Regions from separate parts of the Mus musculus genome. Here regions 1, 2 and 4 are each linked to region 3. The links are chromatin contacts, called in public Hi-C and promoter capture Hi-C maps. All regions are on one chromosome and are shown on one strand. The core of a region is the stretch at or near the end of the contact, and the rest is flanking DNA. Distances in the headings are between cores, read along the strand shown.

Evidence for each region. A called contact is a pair of places that touch in the nucleus more often than the background predicts. Capture Hi-C pulls out chosen DNA fragments and counts their contacts.
Region 1: a contact with region 3 is called in a Hi-C map of B cells, with 6 read pairs. A contact is called at or near these places in 1 of 39 promoter capture datasets (cranial neural crest), 1 of 484 Hi-C or Micro-C datasets (B cells) and 3 of 9 other capture datasets (adipose tissue, liver and pancreatic islet).
Region 2: a contact with region 3 is called in a promoter capture Hi-C map of liver, with 3 times the contacts expected there. A contact is called at or near these places in 1 of 39 promoter capture datasets (pre-B cells) and 2 of 9 other capture datasets (adipose tissue and liver).
Region 4: a promoter capture Hi-C map of adipose tissue shows a contact between it and region 3. A contact is called at or near these places in 1 of 39 promoter capture datasets (cranial neural crest) and 2 of 9 other capture datasets (adipose tissue and pancreatic islet).

What each region holds. Positions count from the first base shown.
Region 1 is chr19:8,739,264-8,743,485 of GRCm38.p6, forward strand. It overlaps Stx5a (syntaxin 5A), which reads left to right and starts at 2,540. Exons shown (of 10, transcript NM_019829.4): 1 at 2,540-3,234; 2 at 3,591-3,661; 3 at 3,817-3,872; 4 at 4,090-4,160. The coding sequence starts at 3,010. It overlaps Wdr74 (WD repeat domain 74), which reads left to right. Exons shown (of 11, transcript NM_134139.1): 7 at 3-103; 8 at 184-239; 9 at 556-701; 10 at 833-889; 11 at 1,139-1,361. The coding sequence ends at 1,315. It overlaps 1700092M07Rik (RIKEN cDNA 1700092M07 gene), which reads left to right and starts at 1,455. Exons shown (of 2, transcript NM_001177347.1): 1 at 1,455-1,583; 2 at 1,712-1,962. The coding sequence starts at 1,505. The coding sequence ends at 1,893. It overlaps Mir6992 (microRNA 6992), which reads left to right and starts at 3,708; the gene lies at 3,708-3,816.
Region 2 is chr19:11,767,365-11,771,685 of GRCm38.p6, forward strand. Mrpl16 (mitochondrial ribosomal protein L16) reads left to right here and starts at 3,051. Exons shown (of 4, transcript NM_025606.3): 1 at 3,051-3,160; 2 at 3,438-3,503. The coding sequence starts at 3,106.
Region 3 is chr19:10,574,620-10,578,822 of GRCm38.p6, forward strand. Tmem138 (transmembrane protein 138) reads right to left here and starts at 2,767. Exons shown (of 5, transcript NM_028411.4): 1 at 2,465-2,767; 2 at 621-892; 3 at 218-389. The coding sequence starts at 748. It overlaps Cyb561a3 (cytochrome b561 family, member A3), which reads left to right and starts at 2,538. Exons shown (of 8, transcript NM_201351.2): 1 at 2,538-3,464.
Region 4 is chr19:11,817,887-11,822,705 of GRCm38.p6, forward strand. It overlaps Stx3 (syntaxin 3), which reads right to left and starts at 1,517. Exons shown (of 11, transcript NM_152220.2): 1 at 806-1,517. The coding sequence starts at 835. It overlaps Gm41810 (a long non-coding RNA gene), which reads left to right. Exons shown (of 2, transcript XR_003952942.1): 1 at 1-454; 2 at 767-4,391.

The DNA.
Region 1 (4,222 bases), core at 1,290-3,789, 1.8 Mb before region 3:
AGGTCCGTGTCTATGATCCAGTCTCCCCCCAGCGCCGGCCAGTCCTAGAGGCCACCTATGGAGAGTACCCACTGACAGCTATGACCCTTACTCCTGAGGGCAAGTGAGTGGTGAGGGAAAGGGAAAGTGCTCTGGAATGGATCCAGAAGTCATACTGATCCCCCTCTTTGGTATCCTCCTTAGTTCCGTCATCGTAGGGAACACTCATGGGCAGCTGGCAGAAATTGATTTTCGGCAAGGTGAGTGGACCATGGGTTGCTTGAGAAGGGGAGAGGGCAAAGAGAAAGGTCACTACTGACAGGGTCACTGTGCCCTGTCAGTGTCACAGTCACTCTCTGGGTTCAAGTTCCGATTTCACTAAAAACTCTAACCTTGGACTAGTTATTTGATTCCTATGTCTTTGTTTCTTTGCCTATAAAACTGAATTGTCATTGGTAACTCCTGTTTCTAGGTTATTCTGAGGACTAAGTACTGATATGTAAGTGATTTGAACAGTAACTAACTACATATTCAGTGGCTGGTTAGCTAACACCCATGCCCTACATCCTTCTCCAGGGCGTCTACTGGGCTGTCTGAAGGGGCTTGCAGGTAGTGTTCGTGGGCTGCAGTGTCACCCTTCAAAGCCCCTATTAGCCTCATGTGGCTTGGACAGAGTCTTGAGGATACACAGGATCCGCAATCCACGTGGGCTAGAGCATAAGGTGAGCGCCCAAACCTTTGGCACTCGCCATTCTAACTTACCTTTTCTGGAACCTCTCCCCTTTCCTGTGCCCCACATCAAAAAGTTTCCGTCTCAGCTTATCTGGACTCAAAAACCCCTTTTATTTTACAGGTTTATCTCAAGTCTCAACTGAACTGCCTTCTCCTGTCAGGCCGGGATAACTGGGAGGTGAGCAACTAGTTAGGTGTGAGAATTTTGGAGCCAAAGGCATGATGGCAAGGGATTCTCTGTGGAGAGAACAGGAGGCTGCTAGAACACAGGCCGGGGCTTTCTCTTTACTGTAACTTAATTTCCTTGAGGAGTCCTCAAGCCTTTACAGGCTATTGCCAAGGGTGAAGTCCTCCAGAACACGAGGGCATTGGTTTCTAGATTTTCATCCTCTTTCCCTGACTCCTGAATGTCCTTCTTGATCATCAGGATGAGCCCCAAGAACCTCAAGAGCCCAACCAAGTACCCTCAGAAGACACAGAGACAGATGAACTTTGGGCCTCTTTGGAGGCAGCTGCCAAGCGGAAGCTCCCAGATTTGGACCAGACACAAGGTGCTCTCCAAAGAAGGAAGAAAAAGAAGCGGCCTGGATCCACCAGTCCTTGAAGCCCCTTGCTCATGTTGTTAATAAATAGCCCAACGCGCGTACTGATCCTGGACCTTTTGTGATGGGAGAAACGCCTTGTAGGTGGGAGGGGTTCCCTCACCTAGCTGCGGGAGACCTGACATCACAAAAGCTAGGCCCAGAGCTAGGCTGGCTGGGGAGGGTGACAGAGTCCTGCGCCTTTCGGGGCCATGGGCTGCTGTCAGGACAAGAACCGTTGGGCCTCGGATGAGCAAGCAAGGGATGAAGTAACAGAGGATGGCAGGGAAGGTAGGACTAGATACAAAAAACGGGTCTCAGGTCCTGGAATGGGAGCCGGAGGTGCCCCAAAGGGACTGCCCCAGAGGTGGGGCTGGAGAGAACAGAAGTGAATTAAGTGGACCCTGTGGTGCTTGTAGGCAACGAAGTGGACAACTCAGGCCGCCGTAAACAAAGATCTAACGAAAGTCTCCTGATCACCGTGCTGTGGCGCAGGCTATCCATGTTCAGCCGTCGGGAGTCCTCGCGGTCAGGCAAGCAGGACAATCAGATGCAGGAACGCAAACATGAGGGAAGCCACAAGGAACCAGAAAAAGGCTGACTACAACCCTGGTCTTAGTCCTCCCCAACACCAGAGAATAAAGTTAATATTGCGAATCTGCTGAAAACACTTAGGCCTAGGCTTCCAGCTTTAAAGGCTCTGAGACCACACACAGGCTCTTTAAGGCGCCTCTAACCCAGCAGGTCCAGATTTGTTCTCGCACTTCAGGGGCGGGGCCGCGGTGGCAGTCTAACCAATAGGAGAGCGGAGTCGAGTTTGCATGGTAGGGGTGTGTTCTTTCTGTCTCTGGGCTAAAAAAAAGGCGTGGCGCAGCAGCCACGTCACCGAGTTAGGAGTACGTCTAGGTGACGTGGCGGCTCCTGTTCTTTGGTCCGGCTTCCACTGCTTACAAGTCCTTCGAGGAGGCGGCAACGATCTGGGAAGAGTGGCGGTGGTGGTGGCGGTAGGAAACAGAAGAGGTAGGGTTTCGCTTCAGTAGGAGTCCAGCCTCTGTCGTTCGGCTCAGCTCCGGGCAGCGGCTTGACGGGGGAGGGGGGAAGGGAGCCAGGAGTAAGTCCTGCTGGCGGCTCCGCGTAAGCGAATACCTCGCTGTCCAATCAGGAAAGGTCTTGTTAAGGAAAAACTTGGCCCCATCCAATCAGTGGCTGCAGTCTTCCAACAGGCGGAACTTTGACGGAGGTGGGACTTCCTGTTTCAAATAAACACTTTTAAGAGGGTTTTTTCGCCTCCCCCTCCGCCCTCCGAAGTGTGTCCACCTCTGGAGATCGGTTGCTGTTTTCTGTGAGAGGGGGAAGGAAATCACGTATACCAAAGGCAGGATTGAGACCTGGGCTAACTGCAAAGGTCTGCCTGGAAGTTCAGGGCCGCAGGACCAGGCTGTGGCTGTTTTCTCGACTTTAGGGGCCCCGGCCGGAGCTCTGGCAGTCAGAGCCAAGTCGGAAGGAGACTCTGAGGAGGCTTCGCCTTGGGCCTGGAGGAAGCTGACCGTTCTCGCCGTGTCCAGGGTGCAGGATCTGCGGGTGGCCGTGGGCTCCAAAGTCTGTCAAATACGGGAAAGGGCCTGGGGATTTGCTAGTTGAGGGGAGCGTTTGGGGAAAGAGGCTGTCTGGAGAATGACATTCTCCTCTCCACAACAGTCTGAGGTTATGCGACTCGATGATCCCGCGGAAACGCTACGGATCTAAGAACACGGATCAGGGTGTCTACCTGGGTCTCTCAAAGACACAGGTTCTGTCCCCTGCAACTGCTATCAGTAGCAGCAGTGACAGCACTCCTTTGCCCACTCCGGTGGCCCTGGTCCCCTCCCCTCCCGACACCATGTCCTGCCGGGATCGGACCCAGGAGTTCCAGTCTGCCTGCAAGTCCCTGCAGAGCCGTCAGGTAAGAAGCTGGAGTGGAAAGGCAGGCGTGAGCCCATTTAGTTAATGCTTAGGTTTGTTTGGTAGTTGTCTAAACTTAATTTACAACTCTTAGATAGACTAATCTTATCAGTAGGAGAGGAGGAATTGTCTTCAGTAATTTCAAGAATACTTTAAGTAAGTTGCCCTAAATACCACAAAGGATGAGTCAGGATTTAAACCTACATCTAATTTTTTTCTTATCTACAAACCACTGATAAATGTAGATTGTCTGATGTCAACAGCGCTAGAGTGTTTAGTGGGTTATGTGAGGGAGCAGTGAAAAGCTGAGGTAAGTAGTGACAGGAACTAAAGTAGCAACTTTTTGATACAATTCAGAATGGAATCCAAACAAGCAAACCGGCTCTGCACGCAGCCCGACAGTGCAGTGAATTTACCCTCATGGCCAGGTGAGTTGAGAGGGGCGTTGTGGTGGGGTGATACAGTGTCTTAAGTATATCTGCCTGTGATGGTTTGGCTGAGTGGAATTGGTTGTGTTGGAGGTTATGGTAACAGCCTCTTTCCTGCCCTTTACCACAACCTTCTCACTGATGATCATTTGCAGGCGCATTGGGAAAGATCTCAGCAATACATTTGCCAAGCTGGAGAAGCTAACAATCTGTGAGTGTTTGGGAGGCCTTTCCTAGGTGGGACAGTGAAACATAGTACTAGGAGGTGAGGCTCATGGAGGTTTTGTCTTATTTTTTCTATGGTGCTGGGGATTTAAACCAGGGATGTATACCTTAAGGCAAGTGTCTCTACTACTGAACTGTCATCCTAGCTCTTTGAGCCTTGCTATTTACCCTCACCTGTCCTAATGTTTCATCTGTCTCTGCAGTGGCAAAGCGCAAGTCCCTCTTTGATGATAAAGCAGTAGAAATTGAGGAGCTAACATACATCATCAAACAGGTGAGCTGCTAGCCATCAGGAGAGCCCAGCATTCTAATTAGATTACTTCCATCATTTTCCAT
Region 2 (4,321 bases), core at 1,801-4,300, 1.2 Mb after region 3:
AAAAAAAAAAGAAAGAAGAAAAGAAAGAAAGAAAGAAAGAAAGAAAGAAAGAAAGAAAGAAAGAAAGGAAGGAAGGAAGGAAGGAAGGAAGGAAGGAAGGAAGGAAGGAAGGAAGGAAGGAAGGAAGAAAGGAAGGAAACAAACAAAACTGGAACCAAATAGATGAAACCTTCTACTCCTTCCAGTGGAGACACAGAAAAGGCAAGTCTGCAGAGTGGGAAAGATGGTTTCAATCTATAAAACTAGGCAGTAGTTAGGAAATTCAACACATAACACAGGCTTTAAAATACGCATTCTTTTTAAATTCGTATACATAGGAATGGGCTTTGTTATGAGGCATTCACAAACATTTTCTTCTTGATCCTCTCCCTGCCCCATCCTCTGCTGGTACCTTTCCATTTCCCTCTCATCCTTTCATGTCACATGTATTCTGCTATCCCTTGTTCTTCTCTTTCCTCCTTCCCCAACTCTCTCTCTTAAGACTTCTCCTCCTATTGGTCCCCTTTCTAGTTTCAGCACACACACACAAATTAAAACCGGGAATCTGCCTATGAGACATAACAAACAGTTTTGAATTGATAAGAGAAACATGAACAAGTGCATATAAAAAACAAACTAGCATACATACAAGCAAATCACAAACATTGAAATCAAAAGCATGAGGGAAAGCTAGATATCACTCATCAATGAAGAAATGAAAACTGACATATCACCACTATGTGATTTATAATCCATTAGACTGGAAGATGTTATCACACATCAACTTTAATCAACTATTTCACCCAGCTTTTGTTCACTACCTTTATCTAGAAAGGGTTGGGCTGATATTTTGCTATTTCTTGCTGCTATTGTGTTTCTTCATTACTCTCCCACTTAAGAATGGCAACTGCTAGTGACTAGAGAGATGAATCAACTGTTAAGAGCTGTTCTTTCAGAGGACCTGTACGGGCAGTTTACAAGCATCTGCGCAGCAACTACAGCTCCCTCTTCTGGCCAGTGTGGGCACCTGCACATAGATGTAAATGTCTTGTTTATATGCAAATATCTTTTTAAATTGTCCCTTATAGTTACAAAGAACATAATTTCAAAATCTAAATGCCCAATACTACATAATACAACACTGAATTAACCTTAGTGGAAACTGTCCCTCGGCTCAGTGCTATTTTAAGTAGAGAGATAATAGTGAAGATAAGACAGGAAGGAGGAGGTTCTTCATTTCTTCATTTTTACACTCCTCCCAACCAAGATGCTTGCCTCTTATCACACCTTTGTTGACCTTCCTGGCATGGGTGGCACCTGTCGTGGAATGGATTACATCTCTTTTAAAAAGAGGGGACTTGGAGTTCTGACCACTCTCAGGTCTTTCAAAATGTGGCCTTTTGCCAGCGCAGAAGGAGGAATATCAATAAACAAGTTAAATTGTGTCCTGGGGTGGATTTGTAGAGTCTCTTAATACTTGGGAAGCAGATGTATTGCACAGGTGAATAGATTTGTAAGCAATTTCCCCAGTATATCTTATCCACAAGCATTGAAGGCTGTACTTACTGCTTGTGAAATTAATTCTTAAGAGCACACAGATTTAACATGATTTAAACACAACAGACATCAGTCTCATTTGCTAATTTCATCTGTCTCCTAAAAGCTTAGATACAAATCCTCTTGTTCTAATCACTACAAAGCTCCAGCCTCAGGAAAAATTATATGTCCAACATTTCCAAAAGGATAATTATACATTATTTCATTTCCCTTCCTTATTAAATTATGGTGTGGTCCATTCACTAGAGCAGCCAATCCCCTTAACGACCCAGCCATCCCTCCAGCTCCTTCTCTTGGATTTCTTAAAGGAAAAACTTTGAAGACAGAACATTACCCCTCTTCTGTGAAGACAAGGCTAAATCTTGAAACCAAACTGATCATTTATAGAAACAAATTAATCCTGTTAATCTATGCCAGCTTGAGATGACCACCATACCAAACCAAAACTGAAGCAATGATCAGCCTAGACCAGGACTGCTTAATTATGCATACTTTTTAGCGGACTCCCCACTCGATGCCCCAGTTTGTCCACTAGTTAAACTTAAAGGTGCCAGGTGTGGTGGTACATGCCTTTAATCCCACACTGTGTAGGCTGAGGCAGACAGATCTCTGTGAGTTCGAGGCCAGCCTATCTACATAGTGAGTTCTAGAACAGCCAGAACTACATAGAGATTTTGTCTCAAATAAATAAATAAATAAATAAATAGCTTAAAGCTCATATCAGGGCCATGAAAATGATCTTGAATGGTCATTGGAGTCCATCATTTATTATTTCAAATGAAGCTACCTTAAATTAATGGCTTTTCGAGGTTACTTTCTTTTAATTAGCATATTAAGGACAGGTGGGACTGCAGAGATGGCTCAGCGGTTAAGAGCACTGACTGCTCTTCCAGAGGTTTTGAGTTCAAATCCCAGAAACCACATGGTAGCTCACAACCATCTGTAATGAGATCTGATGCCCTCTTCTGGTGTGTCTGAGGACAGCTACAGTGTACTTATATATAATAAATAAATAAATCTTTTTTTTTTTTAATTATAAAAGTAAAAGGACAGGTGATCGAACCCAGCCGGTTGGGAATGCCCAAGCCAGTGCTTTTACCTTGAAAACTCCAGCTACAGCTCTTTTGATAGATTTGTCAAGACCAAACTCAGCAAGCGCACAGTAAATAAGCCAATGACAAATCAATAGCATCTTTCTATGTCCCTAGAGAAGAGACATAAATGTACGGAAAGTTAAGGGAACAACTTCTTACAAAACCTCGGGCTTTCGCAGCTTTCTACACCAAGGAGAAAACCCAGAGCTGTCACTAAACAGAAAAAAACTGAGAAGACCCTCGCGGAAACTTGAAACACCTCGGGCGTGGCTTGGCCTGTGGGACCTTTAACCCGCAGATAACCTGCTCCAGAACCAGGTGCTGGAAGTTTCCTCTACTTCCGTCAGGACTCTATAAAAGGTGGGACAGGATGACGTCACTTCCTGTCTTGTGTCCGCGGGCCGGCAAAGCTCTGAACTGGGAAAAGCCACTGTTGTAGTTGAGAGAAACCTGACCCGGCAGCACACGCGTGGCCATGTGGAGGCTGTTGACGCGCGTCCCCGCGCCGCTCCTGCGGATGCACTTTTCAGGTCAGAAACCTGTTTCATCTTTTAAAAAGGCATTTCCCCGATCTTCCTCCCCACATTCCAAAGTCTATGCTTACTGCGATAGGTCCTGCGCTTTCCTTACTTCTTCCACCTCCACTATGCGGAGGCCTGGGTCCTGGTCATGTGCGGGAGACGGTGCTCCGTGAGCCTAGTTGCTTCCTTGGAAGCCCATTTAGTGGAACTCGTACCCCCGTGCTTCTAGACACCTCTGTCAGGAGTGATCAGAGTGTAACAGTAATGGTTTGATTTGTCATTGTAGATTCTTGGGCAGCCCTTCCCACCAGTGCTGGTCTGAAGACGCTCCTCCCAGTTCCAACTTTTGAAAGTGAGTACCTGTCATTTCCACTTATTTTTCTCTGAGAAAAGGCATCGAAGGTGTGTTTGTGCTTCCTCCCTCCGTTGAGTGATTCAACAGATATATGTAAGGAAGGCAAACTGCAGCGAAGTCCCTCGATGTTGCAAAGCAGATAACTATTGGGCTAGTTCCCAGGCATCCTACCACTGATGTGTGGCCCATGATCTACCCAGTCAGCACTAACTGGGCATATATCAGATTTTTTTATCTTCTAAATAATAGTACAGATATGCAGACACTTAGCAATAGTAGCCAGGTGCTCTGCAGTCCTGTACATCTAACTTTTTAATGTACTAAAATCTCCAAAACTGCAAATGGCCTAGACATCTGAGGGTCTTCGGCACATAACTGTTAAACTACTGTGTGGGCTGGAGCAATGGCTCAGCAGTTAATAACACTTGTTGCTCTTGCAGAGAACCCAGGTTCAATTCTCAGAACCCACAAGATTGTTCATAACCATCTGGGACTCCAGCTTCAGGGGTTCCTACATCCTCTTCTGCACATTAATACATGCAGACAAAACACTCCTAACATTTTTGATAAATAAGGTGCTGTGTGTGCTTAGAAGTGCATACTAACTTGCAGATGTAAGAACGTATTACCAGGTCTCACAGTAGCTGCCCATAGAAGTCAGTGAAGGGAGAGTAGTTTTTGTAACTTGGAACAGCAACTTTATTATTCCATTAATGATCTGATGGCCCTTTGAGGCTTCCTGTTTTGTTTATTCTATCATGGAGCCATTCTTTCTCATATTTAATTTTTTTTTTGAGTCACAGTTGTTTTCCCCA
Region 3 (4,203 bases), core at 1,517-4,016:
CTTTAAAGATGTGAAAGGGCCAGTGAGAAAGCTCAGTGGTTGGGGGCATTTGCTGCCAGGCCTGATAATCTCTAGAACCTGCAGGGTGGAAGGAAAGACTCCTGCAAGTTATCCTTTGACACCTGTACTCTATGCACCTACACACAGACATAACATATTAGCTATGTGTCTTTTTTTTTAAGTTAAATATGTAGAAATTCAGAGCTTTCATTCTTACCATGACCCAGACATGTAGGGAGATGCTGAGGGCAAGGTACACAGATGTCAGAATGATGGTCCCTTTGAACTTATGGAAAAGGAGGTTGACCAGGCCAGCCTGGAAGACGAAGGTGTTGAAGAACATGAGGAAAATTATGATGATGTTGAAGAGGATTGCAATATCCTGGATGCTGTAGACACATAAAACAAAGTATAGCCAAGTGGGGGCTGTATGAGGACTTAGGAGGTGGCCCTAAGTGCTAAGGGGAATCAAGAGATCTGTTCTCTATGATACTGTCACCCCAAACCCTCAGACAGCATAGATGTCTAAACACACCAATAACCTTAAAATGCTCAACTGTGACAGTCAGGACCTTCACACTCTTTGGAGTCAGCTTTTCAGGCCTGCCTCTTATACTCACATGAACAGCACAAGCTGGATAACAGGAGCCATTCGGAGTAGCTCTGAGAAGGAGTTGACGAACAGGTCATAGGACAGCAACAGGAACTGCAGGGAGAGCACCAGGCTGTAGTTACCGGTCTGGAGCATCTTCTGCCTGATTTGTGGGACTCCCAAGGGTACATTCCACAGTTCCGAAGAAAATGACTACTGGTTTTCTCTCTGCCCAGAACTCCAGGAGAGATGTTTAGTTTTTCCAAATCGGAGCTGTTTCCTTGGCTCTAATGCAAGGACCTGTTTGGAGGGGAAAGAGGTAAGAAAGGGAGGAAGGGCAAGGAAGGCAATATTAGAAGTCTAGCAATAAACATTGGTATGCAAAACACCATTCTAGGTGATCAGGGTATATTAGTTAAAACCAATTATCAAAACAAAAACCCAGCTAAAGCCAGGCATAGTGGCACACACCTATAATCACAATATTCAGGAACCTAAAACAGGAGGATTAAGAGTCTGAGGCCAGCTTGGGTTATGAGAGCCAAGATTCTTCACCAAACAAGACAAACCCAAACCCATCCCAACTCCACCCCACTGCACCATAACTTGTCATTCATTCTAGAGACTCATTAACAGCAAATTTTTCTCCATGTCTGGATCCTTCTTAATGCATGGCGCTTTTTTTTTTTTTTTTGGAACCAGATCTTGCTATGTAGCCCAAGCTCATCTTAACTTCTTGATCCTCCTGCCCTGATCCTCAGGGTAAACCCTGAGAGCCTGTTCTACAGGAATTTACCCACACCTGACAAATACACAACTCTAACCAAGAATATTTAGGGTTACTACAGAGCAGTGACAGCCTGGTCACATAATAGTAGTAATGGTAGTAAATAAAACCCTTATATATTTCATGCAACACTCTAGGAACTGTTTCAATCACAGATGTTATTAAAATCTTATAATAACCTCATAAGGTAGAAAATCAATTCTTATTTCCCTCAATTCCTAGATGAGAAAACTGAGGCTCAGCAAAGGTAACTAATTAGACCAAGATTCCACAGCTGGTAGGTGGCAGAGTGGTATTCTAAGAGGCACTATACAACCAGCCTATTTCATAATTTATAGAGTGCTATCTAAGTAGGTGAGAAATATGTCCTCATAGAAATGGACAGTGTCACATACAGAAGGAGTTGAGAAGACAAAGTACTCTCCTAGAGGAACTTTATAAAGGTTATGACAGAAACACTGAGGCAGCAAGTGAGGGGAGCATATTTATAACTTTACTTGATCCCTGGACTTGAAAAGCAGCCATTTTAGTGCATATAACCCTCATTTTGCAAAGGTTCTGAGGGGTCCGGAACCCGTCCACCTTCCGCGGTGGAAAAGCCCCGTGGTTTTCTTTTCTTTTCTTTCTCTCTCTCTCTCTCTCTCTCTCTCTCTCTCTCTCTTTAAATATATGAATGTAACTTCTCTGGGCTTGAGTTTTCACACAATATCTCTCTAGGTACCAGCGCCATGATAATCTTGTTAACCAAGAGAATTTACTTTAATCCTCATAACAATCTGCAAGGTAGGAAAGAATTATCCCCTGGCTATAGGCAAGGACGCATAAATAGAGTCATTTCCTCCAGCTCGCAAATGAGTAGAGTCAAACGCACCACTTGGTAAGGCTCTACCAAGGGCATCCGTTAGGCAGAAACGCCCCTCGCTCTGGCTACGCGGTCGAGCACCCTCCAGTTTAACACGGTTTTCCTCACCAGTCCCAATCCGCTCACAGACCGAAAGGCCTCGGCAAAAGACTCATAGCAAAAGCAATAGCAACACAAAATTCTGACTTCCAGCCACTCTATGATCCCCAGCATCTACACGCACCTCAAGGAACCGACGTCGGTTGTCATGGGAACACTCGCTCGGCTTCCGGAAGCTGGCTTTAAATTCCGGAAGTAGATTGCTAATTGCCCGCCATGTTAGGGTCTTTGCTTTCTCAGGCTCTCCCTGTGACCGGTTCTTCTATCTTGCCTCGCTGAGGGCCGACCCTAGCGTGAGGTTGTTAACCCCAGCATTTCACCTGTCTCTGGACGGGGTCTGTGGTTAGAGACAAGGCTGATAGGACGCAGCGCTCCTAGGAATCGGACCGCTCAGGAACGCGCCCCTTAGCTTGCAAACCCCATTTCCCAGACGCCCCAGCTCACCCCCGGAAGTGGCCGAGCCTATAAAAATCTCACTTAGCGCCCTCTGTAGCGGATGCCGTGGTCTGCAGACTTGCTGGAAAGTCAGTTCTCCGAGGTTCAAGAGGAGCCTAGGGAGTGGCAGCTCTCGCTGACCGGCGGGTCCCAGAGACCTGCCCCCAAGGTGTCCCACTGTGTGGCTAAGGGTGGGATAGAACCCGGGCTGGGAGAGCCGGGTTATGGGTTCCAGTGGTGGTTCCGCCGCTTCCTTGCTTCGCTCTGTCTTACCTCGGCGTTCAGCCTATTTTTCCTCGTAAGAATTGGACACTTTTCCGTGCCCCTTCCATACCGCAGGTGGTGTTCGTAGAGGCTCTCACGCTTTTCAAAAGGCGTCTCATCTAAGACTTGCTAGAACCAACCTGACTAAAGGAGTCACCGTCATACCCCCCTTGCACCTGGAGTAAATCTGACTGTCCGAAGGACGAAGGACCGGTCTGTGAGCACTTGTGCTAAGGTGGACTTTATTCACACTCCTGAGTGGAATATTATTTGTCACTCACTCCTGAGTCCTGCCGTTTGGAGGGGCTGCCTTTGGAAATGAGTTCTGGGAACTGAACACAGGAACTGGGTGCCTGTACCAGGCTTGCCATTTGCCTGACCGAGTTACTCTTCTTTGGATCCCGGCGCTGCAGTACTTTTGAATTGTAAGATGCAGGTTTATAGGATTTGCACTCTAAATCTGGTCCCCAGAATTCTTAGTGTCCCTCCGTCTTTGAGGAGGAAACAACTAACTCTGCCCTTTGGTCTTTTTGTTTGTAGCTCTAACTTCTAAAAGTAACTGTGTTTGGAGTACAGCCTTTTCCTGAGAGTAATGGAAGGTTCACTTCTTAACCCAGGGACTGATTCTGTTTTAGCTCAGCCTATGAGAATCCTTTAGCCAGTGAATTGAGGAAAACATTAAATAGAGGTTCGGTACACTTCTTAAATCAAGGTAGATAAACTACACCCCATACATCTAACCCTGAGTGGCTTTTACATATTTAAACTATTGGGGCAGAGGGATCATATTGTGTGAAATGTGAAAATCATGTAAAACTTAGACATCAGTGTCTGTGGTGTTAACGAGGCACAGCCATGCTCATTTGTTGAGATACCCTTCCTGGCTACTCTTATATTACACCAGCCAAGAATGAATATAGTTGTGACAGAGGCTTCAAGCCCAAACAGCCTAAAGAGTCTGTGGACTCCCTCCTTGAGCATGGGGCTCAGCCAAGCAAGGACAGGAGACCCGGCAGTGGTGAGCATGTCTGGTGTCTTAGTACAAACTGCTCTCTCAGTGCAAGTGAGAGCGTAGTCTCAGCCTTTGCCTGCGTTCTTTTCCTTGCTTTTGCTATTTTAGGAAAAGAGAGGGCTTATTTGTGAACTGTAGACAGCAATGTAACT
Region 4 (4,819 bases), core at 267-2,766, 1.2 Mb after region 3:
TGGGTTCCTAAAGTTTCACACTCGCCCTGCTCCATAGAATGTGCTCAGTAACTTACTAAATGAATCTATACCTCCAAAAATTGATGCTTCAGCACTTCCCTATATCAATCCCATTATGTCATTCAACCTTCATAACAGACCTATAAGGAAGGAAGATTCTCCCTTGACCGACAAGGAAATAGGCTCAAAAGAGTAAGTGACCTAAGCTTTTCAGCTTTTGTGCGGCAGACGACCACAGCTGTCTCCGGGGGTACAAGACAAAATAATTACAGACCACTGAATGGGAAGAGGGGTGCCATCTCAGCACCTAACAGGCTCACCGCTCCGGAAGTCACCCGGAACTCTCAACTACTCCGGGGATGGAGTAGCCCTGCCCGGTGCTCCGGGAGGGAAATAGAAAGGAGAGGAGGCCGGTTTGGGGCACAGTGCCAGGCGGCAGAAGACAGCTGGTGAGGTGAGCCCCCTGACTTCTCCATTAGCCCCGCTGATTTCAAGTCCCCGAGTGGGTCCAGCTCTGGAGGAACCCTGTCCAGCTTTGGGGGAGAAGGGGTAAGAGGGTTACGGGCGTCCAGGGAAATCGCAGCTAGGTGATGAATCACCGAGCACATGACCCTGCAGGGGAGGGGAGGGTGCAAAGCTCCGCGGGATGAGGCGGGGGCTTGGGCGGAGGGAGGCCTAGCGCGCAGAGCACCCCTGCGGCCTGGGTTAGGGGAACTAGGAGAAGCCCCTCTCCCACGCCACTTATCCTGATGACCGATCCCCGCAGCCCGGGGCCCGCCTGATCCCCCAAGCGCCGCGGACTCACGGCCTTCAGCTGCTCCAGCCGGTCCTTCATCCTGGCCCAGGTGAGGGCGGCGGGCGCCTTGTCTCAGGTGAGCGCGTCCCAAGTGAGCGGCCTGGAGCGGCGGCGGCTGCCGGCCGGGGCGAGAGAGCTGCTAGAGCGGGCGGAGGCGGGCGGCGGCCGCTCTCGAGGAGGAGCGTCCGAGGCCACCGAGGTCCGCCGCGCCGCCCCCTCCGGCCCCCGCCGGCGCCGCGCTCCAAATCCGGCTACGAGACCGCGCCGGCTCAGGGCTCGCCCGCCCCTGGGCCCGCCCCATACCTGGGCCGCTCCCCGAGCTCCTGCTTAAAGGGCCAGCGCGCTCCAGCGCCGGAAGCATTCCGGGCACACCTTCCCATGCCCCTCGAAAGGCAGAAACAAAAAAAAAAAAAAAAAAAGGCGGGGGTGGTCTGTCTGGCTTCGATTCCGTATTTTCCGCACTGTTCTTATTGTTCGGCCCTCTGCGGACTCCTCAGGTTGAAGACAAGCTGGTTCCTGCTCCCTTTGATGAGGGAAAACGTTCCGATGATGCTCAAGAGATATTCCGCCTTAAAGAAGGGACCTGTTGGGTATAAAATCTGTGCGGTTCGGGCTCAGAGACTTGTTCCCGTAGGGCGTAACTGCAGATGAGATGCCCTGGATCGGGCTGCGGCGAGGAATTTGGGGATTATGATGCTAGTGGTTGTGGGGCCTCTCGAAGTCGTGTAGGCGGTCCAGTCACCTTTTACTAACAATTTGAATAACTTGAGGGAATCTAGGAGAGTCCGTTTCCATAGCTATATAAATCAGAGGCTGCTTAGCAATTTTCTGCTTAGCCTGTACGAGAAAAGAAGCAACTGACTTTTAACTACCGGGCAGAGTTGTAGGATAAAGACGTTTGTTTGATTTGGAAAACTTAAGCCCACCTCTCTCCTCCTTGCTGTCAAGAGCCCTGGGATTTGAAGAATTTTTAGAAAAGTGTGGTTCTTCTCACTGCCCTTCCTCTTCAACGGTGCCCCTATTCCCTTCCCCTCCGTATTTGATTTGGGGATAACAAATGGCGTATCGACCAGAGTAGTGGTCAACAATTGGCGCTAGTGAAGACTTGGTCTCAAGTTCGAGAAGTATCCTCGACTTTGTGTTCAATCTTAAAGGCCATAGATACTTTCTAATTATAACCGGACTTTACCCTCTGCGATGTGCACGCTCCTACTGACTTCCTCCGCTGCCATAAAGGTAGTCAAGTAAGGCAGGGCTTGAGCTGTTAGAGCCAACTATGCGGTAATCAACTCTAATCCTCTATCTGACCTCCGGCTCCTGTCCTGACGCTGGCCCAGCGAGGACTGCGAAAGTTTCCACGCCCCCTGGTGGTCGTAACCCTACAGCTAGGGCTTGAACACCCCCACCCCAGCCCAGCAAACACTTGGAAAACCTTCCGCCACCGAGCTCATTCTCTAGCATCAGCCCTTAGGTTTTCTCCTTTCAGACAGAATCTCCCTGAATTGCCCAGGCAAGCTTTGAACTTGCCATTCTCCTGTTTCAACCTCTCCAGTAAGAGGGGTTACAGTGAAAAACTCTCGAAGTGTGGACGTCTGAAATCTGGACAGAAGTGAGGAAGGAGGATGGATTCATTTTGAAGCAAGAACAAAGGATTCCAGTTAAGACGCGATTGATTTTAGGCTGCAAAAAACGGCCCTGCAGTAAAGAACACTGACTGGAGGACCTGGGTTCAATTCCCAGCATCCACATGGTGACACACAGTTCCAGGGGATGCAACGCCCTCTTCTGGGCTCTGCAGAGGTTACACACATGTGGTATACAGACATAATGCAGGCAAAAACATTCATACAAGTAAAAAAAAAATTTTTTTAAGTCCCAGCAAATTATTTTAAAGGATATAATTGATTTCAACAGGGAAAAAATTGTGACTCTCATGCAAATATAAAATGAATATATTTTAATGTTTTAGCTTATTAGTGAAGCAACCAGTAAGAGGTTAAACTCATTCAGATCCACAGACAAACAGCAGGAAGGCTGGCATGAATAGGTTACTTGATGCAAAACTAGCTCTGGGGATGGGAGAAGAAACCGTGCTTCTCCTGTACACTAAGTCCTTATAATCTCCATGAATAGAAGCACTCTGCTTACTACCGATATCTAATTTACATAGCTGGACAATAGCTGTGATACAATGAAAGTCACAGACTATTATAGAATCAGAAAGGTGCATTAGATAAGGCCACCATAGGATACATAGCATGGAACAGCTTTTTGTTAGTGGTCACTGGTCATTTTAATTTGCTCAGTTTTTCTGTATACTCCCAAGGTAGTACCTTCCATGACTGAATGGTACCAGCTCTGTTAAAAAGTTATTATACAGAACAAGTTTTCTTCCCTATTACTTCTTGCCTTAATCCAGACACTTAAAAAAAAAAAAAAAAACATAAGTCAGAGCTTAAGAGATAGCTCAGTCAGTAAAGTGCTTCCTCCACAAATATGAGGACCGGAGTTCAATTCCCAGAACTTATAATAATAATAATAATAATAATAATGATAATAATAATAATAATCAAACACAGTGGCACATACTGGTAATTCCAGAACTGGGAAAGTAGAAACAGTGGATCCCTGAGATTTACCAGCCAGATCTACCTAGCTGTGAGCGCCAGGCCAGTGAAAGACATTGTCTCAAAAAACAATGAATGGCAGGGGGCGGGGAGGAGGGACAAACCTAAGGTGTTTCTAAAATTGGATGTCTTGAATTCCACCACCCTTAGAATATTCATTCTATTCTTAGAATTGAGGGAATCTACCCAACACATAGCACTAAGTACATATACTTAAAAGAAATTGGAGACATCTCAAACTAATTACGTAGCAGCACATCTAAAAACTCTAGAACAAAAAAAGAGAGAAAGAAAGAGAAAGAAAGAAAAAAGAAAAGAAAAGAAATTACACCCAAAGGGGGTACATGTTAATAAATAATCGAACTCGGGGCTGAAACAAATACAATACAATACAGAGAATCAATGAAACAAAAGTTGGTTCTTTGAAAAAAAATCAATAAGATTGATAAACTCTTATCCAAATTTAAAAAAAAAGGCAGAGAGTATTCAAATAAACAAAATTTGACATGAAAAGGGGGACATAACAACAGACACTGAGGAAATGCACTCCACCAAATTGGAAAATGTAAAAGAAATGATTAATTTCCTCAATAGATGCCACTCACCAAACTCAAATCAAGATCAGATGAGCAACTAAAACAAAGCTATTACCCTCGTGAAAATGAAGCAGTAATTAAAGTCTCTAAACCAAAAAATGCCCAAGGCCAAATGGTTTGAGTACAGAATCCTACCACACTTTGAAAAAATAGTTAAGCCACTCCTCTTCAAATCATTCCACAAAATAGAAACAGAAACATTGCCCAGTTCATTGAGGCCACCGTTACCAATAAAGACATACAAAGAAAGAGAATTGCATTCCAATTTCTTTATAAACATAGATGCAAAAATTCTCAATAAAATACTTGCAAACTGAATCCAAGAACACATCAAAAGAAATCATTCACCATAATTAAGTCGGCTTCATCCCAGAGATACAGCGATGGTTCAATATACAAAAATCAGTAACTATAATCCACCTTACAAATAAACTAAAATTTAACACCTCTTCATGATAAAACTTCTAGAGAGATTAGGGATACAAGGAACACATCTAAGCATAATAAAGACAGTTTACAGCAAAACCATAGCTAACACCAACATAAATGGAGAAAAACTCAAAGCAATCTATAGCTTGGACCCGCCAGCAAAATAAATAAAGACACAGAGGCTTTTTAATATTTTAAAGCTTAGGCCTTTCAGCTGGGACTGTCTCTAACCCACTAATCCTGGCACTATATCCCACCACTTGGCCAGCTCTCCCTCTCTGCTCCACTCTGTTCACCTCCCTCCATTCACCCCCATGTCCCCTGGCAAACCCCACACCCCCAGTCTCATTTCTTTTCCCAGTGTCCCTTCT